Regions from separate parts of the Mus musculus genome. Here region 2 is linked to region 1. A link is a contact called in public promoter capture Hi-C data. All regions are on one chromosome and are shown on one strand. Each heading gives the region's core, a stretch centred on a gene start, on an enhancer-like site or on the middle of the called end of the contact. The rest is flanking DNA. Distances are from core to core; before and after follow the strand shown.

Evidence for each region. Promoter capture Hi-C pulls out the DNA fragments that hold promoters and counts their contacts.
Region 2: a contact with region 1 is called in a promoter capture Hi-C map of the HPC-7 cell line. The contact joins the promoter of Fam90a1a here to the promoter of Defb1 in region 1. A contact is called at or near these places in 19 of 39 promoter capture datasets (the 3T3-L1 cell line, the C10 cell line, the HPC-7 cell line and 12 more), 19 of 484 Hi-C or Micro-C datasets (the G1E-ER4 cell line, cerebral cortex, embryonic stem cells and 4 more) and 2 of 9 other capture datasets (embryonic stem cells and pancreatic islet).

What each region holds. Positions count from the first base shown.
Region 1 is chr8:21,773,832-21,779,502 of GRCm38.p6, reverse strand. It overlaps Defb1 (defensin beta 1), which reads right to left and starts at 2,948. Exons shown (of 2, transcript NM_007843.3): 1 at 2,791-2,948. The coding sequence starts at 2,851.
Region 2 is chr8:21,955,503-21,961,173 of GRCm38.p6, reverse strand. It overlaps Fam90a1a (family with sequence similarity 90, member A1A), which reads right to left and starts at 2,460. Exons shown (of 5, transcript NM_001081662.1): 1 at 2,272-2,460; 2 at 1,822-1,957; 3 at 1-146. The coding sequence starts at 1,932. Gm29821 (a long non-coding RNA gene) reads left to right here. Exons shown (of 3, transcript XR_378797.4): 2 at 2,858-3,023.

The DNA of each region.
Region 1 (5,671 bases), core at 1,699-4,198:
AGCCTTTCTTGGTGTGTTAGAGGAGGTCTCCTTTTTACAAGTTCTCTTGGCAGCTGATCCCAACAGCCTTTCCATGGTAGTTAGAGTTGCACACCTGTATAATCAGTGTGTGTGTGTGTATGTGTATGCATGTATGTGTGTGTGTGTGTGCTCTCCTCTAGAGGTGAAGGTTTACAGAGTCTGAGATCTCTCTCCCTGACTCCTCCCCTTTTTCCTGGCACACATCTATCTGTTCATGTTTGCTGCTCACTAAATATTTGTTCAGTGGCAGCCTCCAGCACCCTTAGTGTCCAAAGACCTAGGTTGAGATCTTGTTATGTTGACCTCATTTCTGTTTTCACAGACTATTTGTACAGGGAGATAGTGGGAATCCCATTTCTTTAAATCTGGTCAGCTAGATGGTTTTGACTTGTGGAATCCCATGGACCAATTAGATGAGTCAAGATCTAGGGACTCTATCAGACACAGGGAGGTGGGGGTGGACTGGCACCACTGAGAGCTCAAATAGGACATGAAATCAGGCCAGCTCCACATACCCTCCCAGAAATAGAGCCCAGTACCCTCCACACCAAACTCTGAGTTCAGAAGGTGGTACAGGCTCAGAGACAGTATGGCTAGAACAAAGCAGATGCTAGCAATTGCATGAGGTGATGGGTACAGTATAACTATAGGCATAACTGTCTCACAGTGTGTGCATTGCCCAAAACAGCATTTGCTATGTTAACCTACATGATTTTTTTTTTTTTTTTTTACCTACAATCTATGACTATATCCAAACAAAGCAAATCAAGAACTGTCAAACTTCACACACCGAACTTAAGCCAAGCACATGCAAGGTCCATCGGCAGCCTGGCTCTGAAGACTCTTGGAAGCCTGCATGTTTAGTACAAAAGACACTTAAGGGATTTCATTCTTCCTCCCCACCTAGAGCATAGGGGTCATAGCAGGTATCAATCCCAGAGAAAAATACTTTTACTGAATAGTGCCCTTCACTGTGGTCAAAACAGAACTCAGCAGTCCAGCAGTTGCTCCTTAATGGTCAAAATGGAACTCAGTGCTCCTTGATGGTCTTCCTTGGCCCTTGGTACTCAGATAGTCTAAGCACCATAAACTTGGCTTTGGGGATGAGATAGACTCTGCTCTTGGCTATTTCCCAATAAGCAGCTGGAGAATGCTTGTACTGGCCGATTATAGAGACAGAATATTTGTATCCTAAAAGAATACAGTAGAGTGGCTCTACCAAGGAGATTTTAGCAATCCTCGGAAGTGGTTCTGGAGTCCAGCGCCATTCTTGTAATGGAGTCTTGAGAAGTATGGCTGAACCTGCCCACCTTTGCAAGGTGGGCCAATTTCTATGGTTTGAATGAGTTGCCTACCATCAAATTTAGAGCACTAGACACAATAAGAATTCTTCATTCTGAAAGATATTCCTTTAAGCTTTCTTGAATTTGGGCCATGAGAGGGAGTCTCCTTCCCACTCAGTGAAAGGATTCCCACCCCACTCCCAAACATGCACCAAGACAGGTGTGTCAAATAGCATGCGCCTTGCTATCGGGTGCACTGGCGTTTCCTAGACCCCAAAAGAAGGGTAACTTATTACATGCACTTTTTTACATCTCTAATGGGCTATTACATCACTATGCAAAACACTGTGTTGAAAATGTGCCTGCACCCAGATTTCACATGGGAAAATTGGGGCCTAACTTATTTTCAAATGCATAGCTCCATAGGTTAACATGATAACCTGGAGAAGAGCAAACTGGGATTTTTCAGACAATCTCACTACTAAAATTTCTTCCCTAGAACCCTCCTGCTATGACTATGTAAACTAAAATTCAGAAATATATGACTTTCTTTTCTTTTCTCCCCCCCCCCTTTTTTTTTTTTTTTTTTTTTTTTTTTAAAGACAGGGTTTCTTTGTGTAGCCCTGGCTGTTCCAAAACTCACTCTGTAGACCAGGCTGGCCTCAAACTCAGAAATCTGCCTGCCTCTGCCTCCCATGTGTTGGGATTAAAGGCTATCCCAAAAGTTCCCCATACCCTCCCCCCTACTCCCCTACCCACCCATTCCCACTTTTTGGCCCTGTACTAGGGCATATAAAGTTTGTGTGTCCAATGGGCCTCTCTTTCCAGTGACTAGGGTATCTTTTGATACAATATATGACTTTCTTAATGTGACCTTGAGAGAGATAGCTATAGGAAACATATGTCCTTAGTCACTACTTCAGGGTCCTACTGTCTCCTATGCCATAGACAAGCTTCTTAGGCTCAGAGAATCCTCTGGACAGATGTGAAGCCTTTCCATTTGACAGGTAAGATCATGCCTGAAGAATGTGACTACCAGGGAATGTGAAAGGTCACCTGTCATCTCTTGACTGCATACCTGGTGTTTCCAGGCATTTACAACTGGCTGAGCTGGCTTGGTGAAGGGACAGGGGCACTTTGCCTACAGCAGGGAGGCTCCACCCAGAGACCTAACTGAGGCTAGTGTCTGTCTCTGGATCAAAAAGCTAGTCTCTGGGGGTGAAGAATCTTGCCACAGCCAAAGCAGATTCCCACACAAGACATTTCCTATATTCTAAGGACAAACATCATAGCTTGGAGGTACCCACTACTCTCTGAATCCATACCAGGCTCATTTTGCTGCTGCCCAGGGCTGTTGACCACAGACCACTCAGCACACTCTGTTACTAGACTTGGAAAACCAGGAGGCAGCTATTATCTGTACCCTGCCCCCAGTCTCTGTGTCCCCAGTCCCAAACAAAGCCATCAACAAGTTCCCAAAGCTTACCTGGCTCCATCTGGGAGAAAAGAAAACATATCATCACCAGGAGAAAGTAATGAGTTTTCATAGTGGTGGCAGCCAGGGTCCAGAGTGCAGAGAGGATGTGAAACTCCCAGGTAGTTGGGCTGACAGATGAGGCTTGAATGAGCTTGTTTTTTTATAGGAACACTGGTTGCATAACCTCATAAATGAGCTGAAGGGAGGCGTTGCAAACCACAGTGAGGTTCTAATGACACCTTCATGCTATTCGCTGTGAGTAGAGTCCAAGTCCTGTGGGCACATTGCCTCTCTCCAGCATCAGCTGGATTTTATTTTCAGCCTGGAAAATGGAAACAGGTATCTGGTGTGGGCCTGTTCTGACTCTCAGGTTGGGATTCTAAGAGACACCAGACAAAGCAGTCCCCACCAGGACCCCTCAGGTTAGATAGGTTCAGAGAGCCTGTAAGAAGCCCAGCGATTCAAACAGGAGATTCTCTGGCTCTAGGCTACTATTGTTCTCTTCTGTTTAGCTCTTTCTCTTTACAGTGCTCAGGATTTATTTCCTCCTATTGTAATGCTGAACTGAGTTCAAGGATGAAAGCCACAGTGGGATTGCTTTCTCTTCTCCCTGTATCCAGACCTTCCTCCCTGAGAGTCTCAAATCAGCTAGTGTTTCCATTTGGGAATGTGTTACTAGGGTTTTCCAACTCTGGCTCTCCAGACAGCATCTGAGCTAAGTCCAGGGAAGTGCAACTGTCTCTTTGGTGTATGACCTTAGCTAGGCTCCATGTGTGTGGGTACTGTAGTGTTTTAAAATATCTTATTTTGCATTGAATTTTCAGTGTAAATCTATGAGCAGATTTCCTAGAATATTATGAAGGATCTTATTTACAAGCAGCAGTAAACACTTCTGCCCAACATGTAAGAGTGGAACACACACACATACACACACACACACACACACACACACACACACATTTGCTTTGTAAGAAGGGTCACTGGTGCTGCTTCAGGAAACTTAAGGGTTACAGGACAAGGGTTTACCGCATAGTAGAAAGTAAACCTAGCTTCTGGCTCCATTTCTTACTGTGGGAATCCCCTCAGAGAGCAGTTGACATAGAGACTTGCCTCTCTGGGTAATAACACCCACCGCATGTCTTTTATGGACTGCTGTGGTTGCAGAGAAATGCATATAGCATGGTGTACTCACGTGGTCCTGTAGGAGAAACAAGATACCAATTTTTAACAAAACATCTCAAAATTCTAATGCTAGGTGTCATTAGTCACAACTTAAAGAATTCAGGGAGTGGTCGGAATCTAAAGGATGATTCTGATTTTCAGAAGTTTTCTGCTTTAAAGCTTGGAGACACTTGTTTTTAAGACCGTTTGGGCTGGAGAGATGGCTCAGCGGTCTTAAGACTGTTCTTCCAGAGGTCCTGAGTTCAATTTCCAGCAACTATATGATGGCTCACAACCACGTGTAATGGGATCTGACGCCTTCTTCTGGTGTCTCTGAAGTGTACTTGAGATATATATATATATATATATATATATATATATATATATATATATATATATATATATATATATATATAAAATAAAATCTTTAAAAAAAATAAAAAGACTGTGCTTATAGACCCACAGCCACATGGTGATTAATTTTCTAGTCTGTTTCTCAGAAGGAATCTTCATTCCGGTGTGGAAGCCTCTCTCTTCCATGGCCCTCCTCCATTAGAAATTGCAAAGTGATTTCTTCTGTTGTCAGTGGTTCCCTCTTGGCATGAGATAACAAAGAAGACATTCATCTTGTCCTCCCCAGGAATCCTCCCATTTAGTACAATGCTTCTAACTAGAAACTATCTCCCAGTACATTTAAACATACTCCATAAAGGAAATTACCAGTACTCAGAACTGGTCTGTCGTCTCAGCTCTAAACTGTGACTTGGCAGGTGGGACCAAGGATAGACCCCTGTTTGTCTGATAGCAGAGATATCAACAGTGCATAATTTGTCCAGAATCATCACTTATCAACAACTCAAATCACAGACTCACACTATTTAAGATGGACTTAACCCGTAGCTATTCCAGGGAGTTCCTGTTTTCTGTAGGAACCCAGGGCCACATCAAGCCCAATCAAGACCTGGACAGCTGTCATACCTTTATGTCATTTGTCAGACCTCATGGATGAGCTTTAGAATAATAAAGGTATTAGAGTAGTTAGGAAAGGAAAGAGAAAGTGAATCTAGTTCCAGAGGGTCAGGTGTTTTTTGGATACAGAAAATAATCCCAGAATGAAGACATTGGTTCAACATTACATCATGACTGATGGAGGGACATTGGAAGGTTTCATTGAGCTTTCAGGTAAACAGTCCGTGACTCACCTGTTCCAGTCCTAGGACTGGGTTATTCCACCTGGGCTAAGGTTGGATAATGCCACTCACAGAGTCCTTAAGCTACTTTTGACCCTTGACCTTCATTTTAGTTCATGGTCAAGGACTCTGAGCATACTTTCAGCTCTCCTGTGCTCTTGACTTACTAAGGTCTACATTTGTTTCCCATCATTGCTAAGGTACTCTTTGGGCATATTGTCCATATTATGTAAATCCGTATACTTGGCCATCAGACTACAGGAGCTTTGGGGGTGTTTCTTAATGTTAACATCATTGAAAACCAAACCATTTGGAACCATTTTAGGAATTTAAAGAATGAATGTGTTTTCATTCAGTTAATTTTGTACACGGAGGAGAAGGTTGCAAGCTCTCAATGAAGAAGCAGATCTATACTGTATGTTCTACCAGTCCTGCCAGAGTCTTCCCAAGACAGCTATAAGCCATTCGTCTCTGCTGAGGTTTTTTGTTGATTAAATTTATAGAAATAGAAAGATACCAGGAGTCTAGAGCTGCTATAG
Region 2 (5,671 bases), core at 1,211-3,710, 180 kb before region 1:
AGACCATGGGGCCTGCAAGGATCCCCATTCTCTTTCTCCTTCCTGGCTCCCAGAGGCTGGGAGACTAGGAGCACATGGCCTTGCTTCATGGGGCACATTCTGCTTCTTACATTGTGGCCAAAGCCCCCACAGTTTCTGCATTTCACCTGTGAGGAGCAAAGGAGATATCAGCGAGTCACAAAGAGATCCAGAGACCTCTCCATCCTCAATCTCCCATAGAGCTAAAAGGCCCTGTAATGGTCTCTCTCCAAGGACAACATTCACTACAGAATGGGTTGAAGCTCTGCCTGGTTGTTTCTTTGAATCTGGAAGAGGAACCCATAATTGGGAGATGTATAGGTGAAGACAGGAAGCCCTGTATCTGCCAATAGACCAATCCTGCCAAAGAGGAGTGGAGCCTTCTTCAAGTCTCTAGGTCCACATGCAGGGGAGCAGTTCCTTTGTCTGGCCCTCTGATACCTCTGATACAGTCAGGACCATGGGTCAGTATGACAGATGTAGCAGAGCATCAGACCTTAGTAGACCCCCAGACATTTGCATAACTATTTCCAAGACAGAAGTACCTTTCAGGCCATAGAATTCATCCATAGACAATACCACCTGGCACCATGAAAATGAGACCTAATAGAGACCAAATCCAGTGGTTTAGGTACAGGGCCCTGATTGAGGGATGGAGCCAACCACCCATCTCCAAAATTTTAACCTAGAATTGCTCCTGTCCTAAAGGTAATACAGGGGCAAACAGTAGAGCAGAGACTGAAGGAAAGGCCATCCAGAGATTGCCCCACCTGGGGATCCATACCATATGCAGCCACCAAACCCAGACACTATTGCTGATGCCAAGAAGTGCTTGCTGATGGGAGCCTAATATAGCTGTTTCCTGAGAGGCTCTGCCAGAGCCTGACCAATACAGATGCGGAATGCACTCAGCCAATGACTGGACTGAACTTGGAGACTCCAGTGGAGGAGTTAGGGGAAGGACTGAAGGAGCTGAAGGGGATTGCAACCCCACAGGAAGAACAACAATATCAACCAACCAGACCCTGCAAAGCTCCCAGAGGCTAAACTACCAACCAAAGAGTACACATGGAATGACTCATGGCTCCAGCTGCATGTGTAGCAGAGGATAGTCTTATCTGACATCAAAGGGAGTGGAGGCCCTTGGTCCTGGGGAGGCTCAATGCCCCAGTATAGGGGAATGCTAGGGCAGTGAGGCAGAGAGAGTGTGTGTGTGTGGGAGCACCCTCATAGAAGCAGGTGGAGGGAGGATGGAATAGGGGGTTTGCAGAGAGGAAACAGGGAAAGGGGATAACATTTGAAATGCAAATAAATAAAATATCCAAAAAGAAAAAACAAAAACAAAAACACCCCCCCCTCCCAGGAAAACCAAAAACAATGGAGACCTAATCCATTCAAGCCCATGGTTCTGGGACAGCCTCTGCCTTTCAGCCTGCCTTTACTTTCGGGATAGTATTTGAAATGTAAATAAAGAAAATATCTTTAAAAAACAAACAACAACAAAAAAAAAAAACCCAAAAAACCTCCCTAAGTTTCTGCTTCTGTCCTGTTGTCATTGAAATACACTAACCTAGAATTTGATTTCTGTGCACAAAACTCACTGGGAGAAAGGCTTAGTGGCCCACTGGGATTCAGAGGACCTACCTACCCACTACAGTACCAGCTGGCTACTCAAGACTTTCTATTGCCTTAAACCTATATGCCAATATTCTTCTCTAGTGAATCCTGCACAACACATTTTTGTGGTGCATCCCTGTCTCACCTAAGCCCAGGACTGGCTGACACATACAGGCCTCCACTTACCATATGGTTCTCCTTTTTCAGTGATGGAAGTGTCTGTTCCCATGAGCTTCTTGGCTCTCCCTGGGCTGTTTGAGCTGGAACAGCTGGAAGGCCCTTGATTTGTGACTCCATTTGTGGACCCGTTGGCTTTGATTTCCTGAAACAGAAGTTAACAAAAGAGTTTCAAACTACGGAGTTACGTTTCGTGACGCGCTAGGAACATATGGCCTGGTGATGGTTATCACAAATGAACCCGTTTCTGTGTTTCCACCTCCCAAGCATATTCCATCAGGAGACTTAGGGACTTGAAGTTGTAACATCCAGGGAATGTTTCACTTCAAGAATCCATCACTGCTGCCAAAAATTTGAATGAGAAAGTACTATTTAAGGGAAATGCCATTACCTTCACATGAGAAATTCATCCCTGAACTTCAGATTCATTTCAAAACACTCCCATCTCTAACCACTCACCTCAAGCAAAATCTGATAAAAGATTTCCACCCGAGAGCCTGCCTTCTCTCTATGGTCTCTTTAGTGGCTTCTCTGAGCTGTGGGGTCTGGATCTGCCCACCAGGCGTCACTTTCAGGAGTGGACAGAAACTGAAAAGGTGCTGGCTGCACCGGCTTCTTATAATGTTCCCTCAAGGTCATGGCCTCCATGATGCAATCTAATCAAAGTAGCCAATTAAGAACACCTGATCTTTTTTAAATTTTTAAAAATTTTACAATCCAGATTTTACTCCCCCCTCCACCCACCCCAACTGTTTTCTACATTTCATACTCCCCCCCCAAGAGAATATCCCCCCCCCCACATCTGATAGAGGGCTAATATGCAGAACACCTGATCTTAAGGCATCAACACAGAGGTTTTAGTCTTGATTAAATACTTAAAGGCACTGAATAGGGAGTGGAAGTCCCTAAGTTTCAGACTGAATATGCTTGGGAGGTGGAAATGCAGATATAGGTTCATTTGTGATGGGCAGCAGAAGACCACGTATTCCTGTATGTCATGAAACTTAATTTCTTTGGTTAAAACTCTTGCTTCCTTCCATTTCAGGAAATCAGAGCCAAAAGAGCTTCACAGAGTCACCCATTAAGACCTGGGGCCAGCTCCAACAGCTCAGAGAAAGTCAAGAGGCTCATGAGATCAGAATATTCTTTCATCGAAGGAGGAGAACCCTAGATACGTTGAGGCCTGTTGTGTCAGCCAGCCCTGGGGCTAGGTGAGACAATGAATTGGGCTTTATCACAAAATCTTTTTGTTGTGTGGGATCCACCAAAGAATTCTGGGATAAGTATTCCTATAGATTAGCCAGCTGGCAGAGTCCACTCGGTGGGTCCCCTGTGTCCCACTGGATCACTGAGCTCTCAGGGAGAGCTTTGGAGACAAACATCATGTTATATACTTCTTGATGGAAAACACACACACACACACACACACACACACACACACTTGTATTATCAGAATAAGGTTCACTTAAAGTTTACAGGGAACCTGAGACTCCCAGTTTTTAAATCCACCTATGCTGCAGATTCTGGATAGCTAATATGGGTCACCACAGTCCGAGTACCAGAGTGAGATGCTACAAACAAAACATCATTAGTCTTCCGAGATTCTAGTGTTTTCAAAGCCTTCAGTCTGGAAATCAGTCTGGCCGTTCTTAGAAGATTGAGAATAGTTCTAACACAAGAGCCAGCTATACCACTCCTGGGTGTATAATCAAGGGATGCCCCACCATCCCGCAAGGACATTTGTTTAACTATGTTCATAGCAGCTTTATTTGCAATAGTCAGAAATCAGAAGCAACCTAGATGTCCGTCACCTGGGATATATATCTTGTTTTCCCTTCTGAGGAAGATTCAGTCATCCTCTCTCGGGCCCATCTAATTGGCGTTCTGAAAGCTGCTTGTATGCTTATAGGCATATCTCTGTTTTTTTTTTTTGGGGGGGGGAGGGGTTGAGGAAATTTTTTTTCTATGATTTTGTTGAAAATCTTTTCTGGGTCTTGGAGCTGGAGCTCTTCACCTTCTTCTATTCCTTTTATTCTTGTGTTAGGTCTTTTTGTGGTATTCCAGACTTCTGGATGTTTTGTGGCAAGAACTTTTAGATCTGACATGTTCTTTGACTGATGTATCAATGTCTTCCATCCTATCTTCTATGTCTGAGATCTCTTTTCCTTCTCCTGTCTTCTGTTGGTGATGCTCGCATCTGCTGTTCCTGTTTTCATCCCTAGGTTTCCTGTCTCCAGGATTCCCTCGGCTTACTTATTTGTTTATTTTTTTTAACTGCCTCTATTTCAACTTTCAGGTCTTGAAGAGTTTTATTCGTTTCCTTCACCTGTTTATTTGTAGTTTCCTGTACTTCTTCAAGAGATTTATTCATTTCCTCTTTAAAGGCCCGTGGCATCTTTATAAGATTGGATTGAAGGTCATTTTCTTGTGCTTTGGCTGTGTTAGGACATCCAGGGCTTGCTGTATTAGTATAGCTGTGCTCTGAGGGTACAATGTTACTTTGGCTTGTGTTGATTGTGTTTTTTTTTTTTTTTCCGAGACAGGGTTTCTCTGTGTAGCCCTGGCCATCCTGGAACTCACTCTGTAGATCAGGCTGGCCTTGAACTCAGAAATCCGCCTGCCTCTGCCTCCCAAGTGCTGGGATTAAAGGCGTGCACCACCACGCCTGGCTCTTGATTCTGTTCTTAGGCTGGCTTTTCACCATCTGTTTATCCATGACCATTCCTGTTGTAGCAGGTATTGGGAAGGCAGGCCTACTTGGATGTTCCTGGGTCTCCAAATGGCAGCCTTGGCCCAGACAATGGAACTCAGCGGGCAGTGGATGTTTCCTAGAAGTTGGGTGTGCTCCTAGGGACAAAGCCAGATGGGGGTGGGGTTGGGGTGGGCAGTAAGGGATTTTTCTTGTGTTGTAGGCCTGGTGTATTAGATGGCAAGGTGGTGGGACAATGGAACTCTGGCAGACAGCCAGCTGCTTAGGACACTTGGGTGTGCCCCAGAGGACTTGTCAGGAAGAGGAATTCATAGCTGTTTTAAAATATGTATTAAGTGTAAAGTCATGTGCTTTCTTCTCAATGATAACTTGCCATGGTTTAGACACAAAAGGACTCACATTAGTTGTATGTGTGTGTACATGCGAGCACATGCAGGTGTTTGTGTATGTGTGTCAGAACACATGTGACAGTCACATGGTGGCCAGAAGAGATTGTCAACTGTCATTCCTCAGACTTTATCCTCTTTCTTTTGAGACAGAGACTCTCAGCAGTTTGTCTCTAGCCACATCTGCTAACCTGAGCTATCAGTGATACACCAGGGATCCATTTGTCTCTGCTTTCACAGACCTGGGGTCACAAGCATGGGTCTGTGAATACCTGGCTTGGACGCAGGTTCAAGTCTTTACAAGGAGTTAATTGTTTTTTGACAGAGGTATCATTCCAGCCTCAGAAATACTCTCAACTATTACCTTCTGACAGAGCTAAGTTTGTTTTAAAAGATCATTTTGGTGTCACAATTACAATATACTGAAATTATGTGTAGTTTTAATTTCTCTTTTGAAATACCAGTTATTATTTTAATAGATAATCTTAGTTAAGGAGCATTTTTCTAAACATTTCCACTGTTCCAATTTAGCTCAAAAGAGCTTTTAACCCCGTGATCCCAGCGCTCTGCCATTTATCCCATGTGTGTAACTCGCCCATTAGGATATATCTGTCCAGACAGCAAAGGGCAGAAGCACAGGATGGGCAGTACTGACTTCAAAACATTTATTGAGAAAGGAACAAGAAATGCTATGCTGAAAAACCCATCTTGCAAAGGAAGGGTTATTGCGTGATATGGCCACTAGAGGGCGCGATTGCCTATC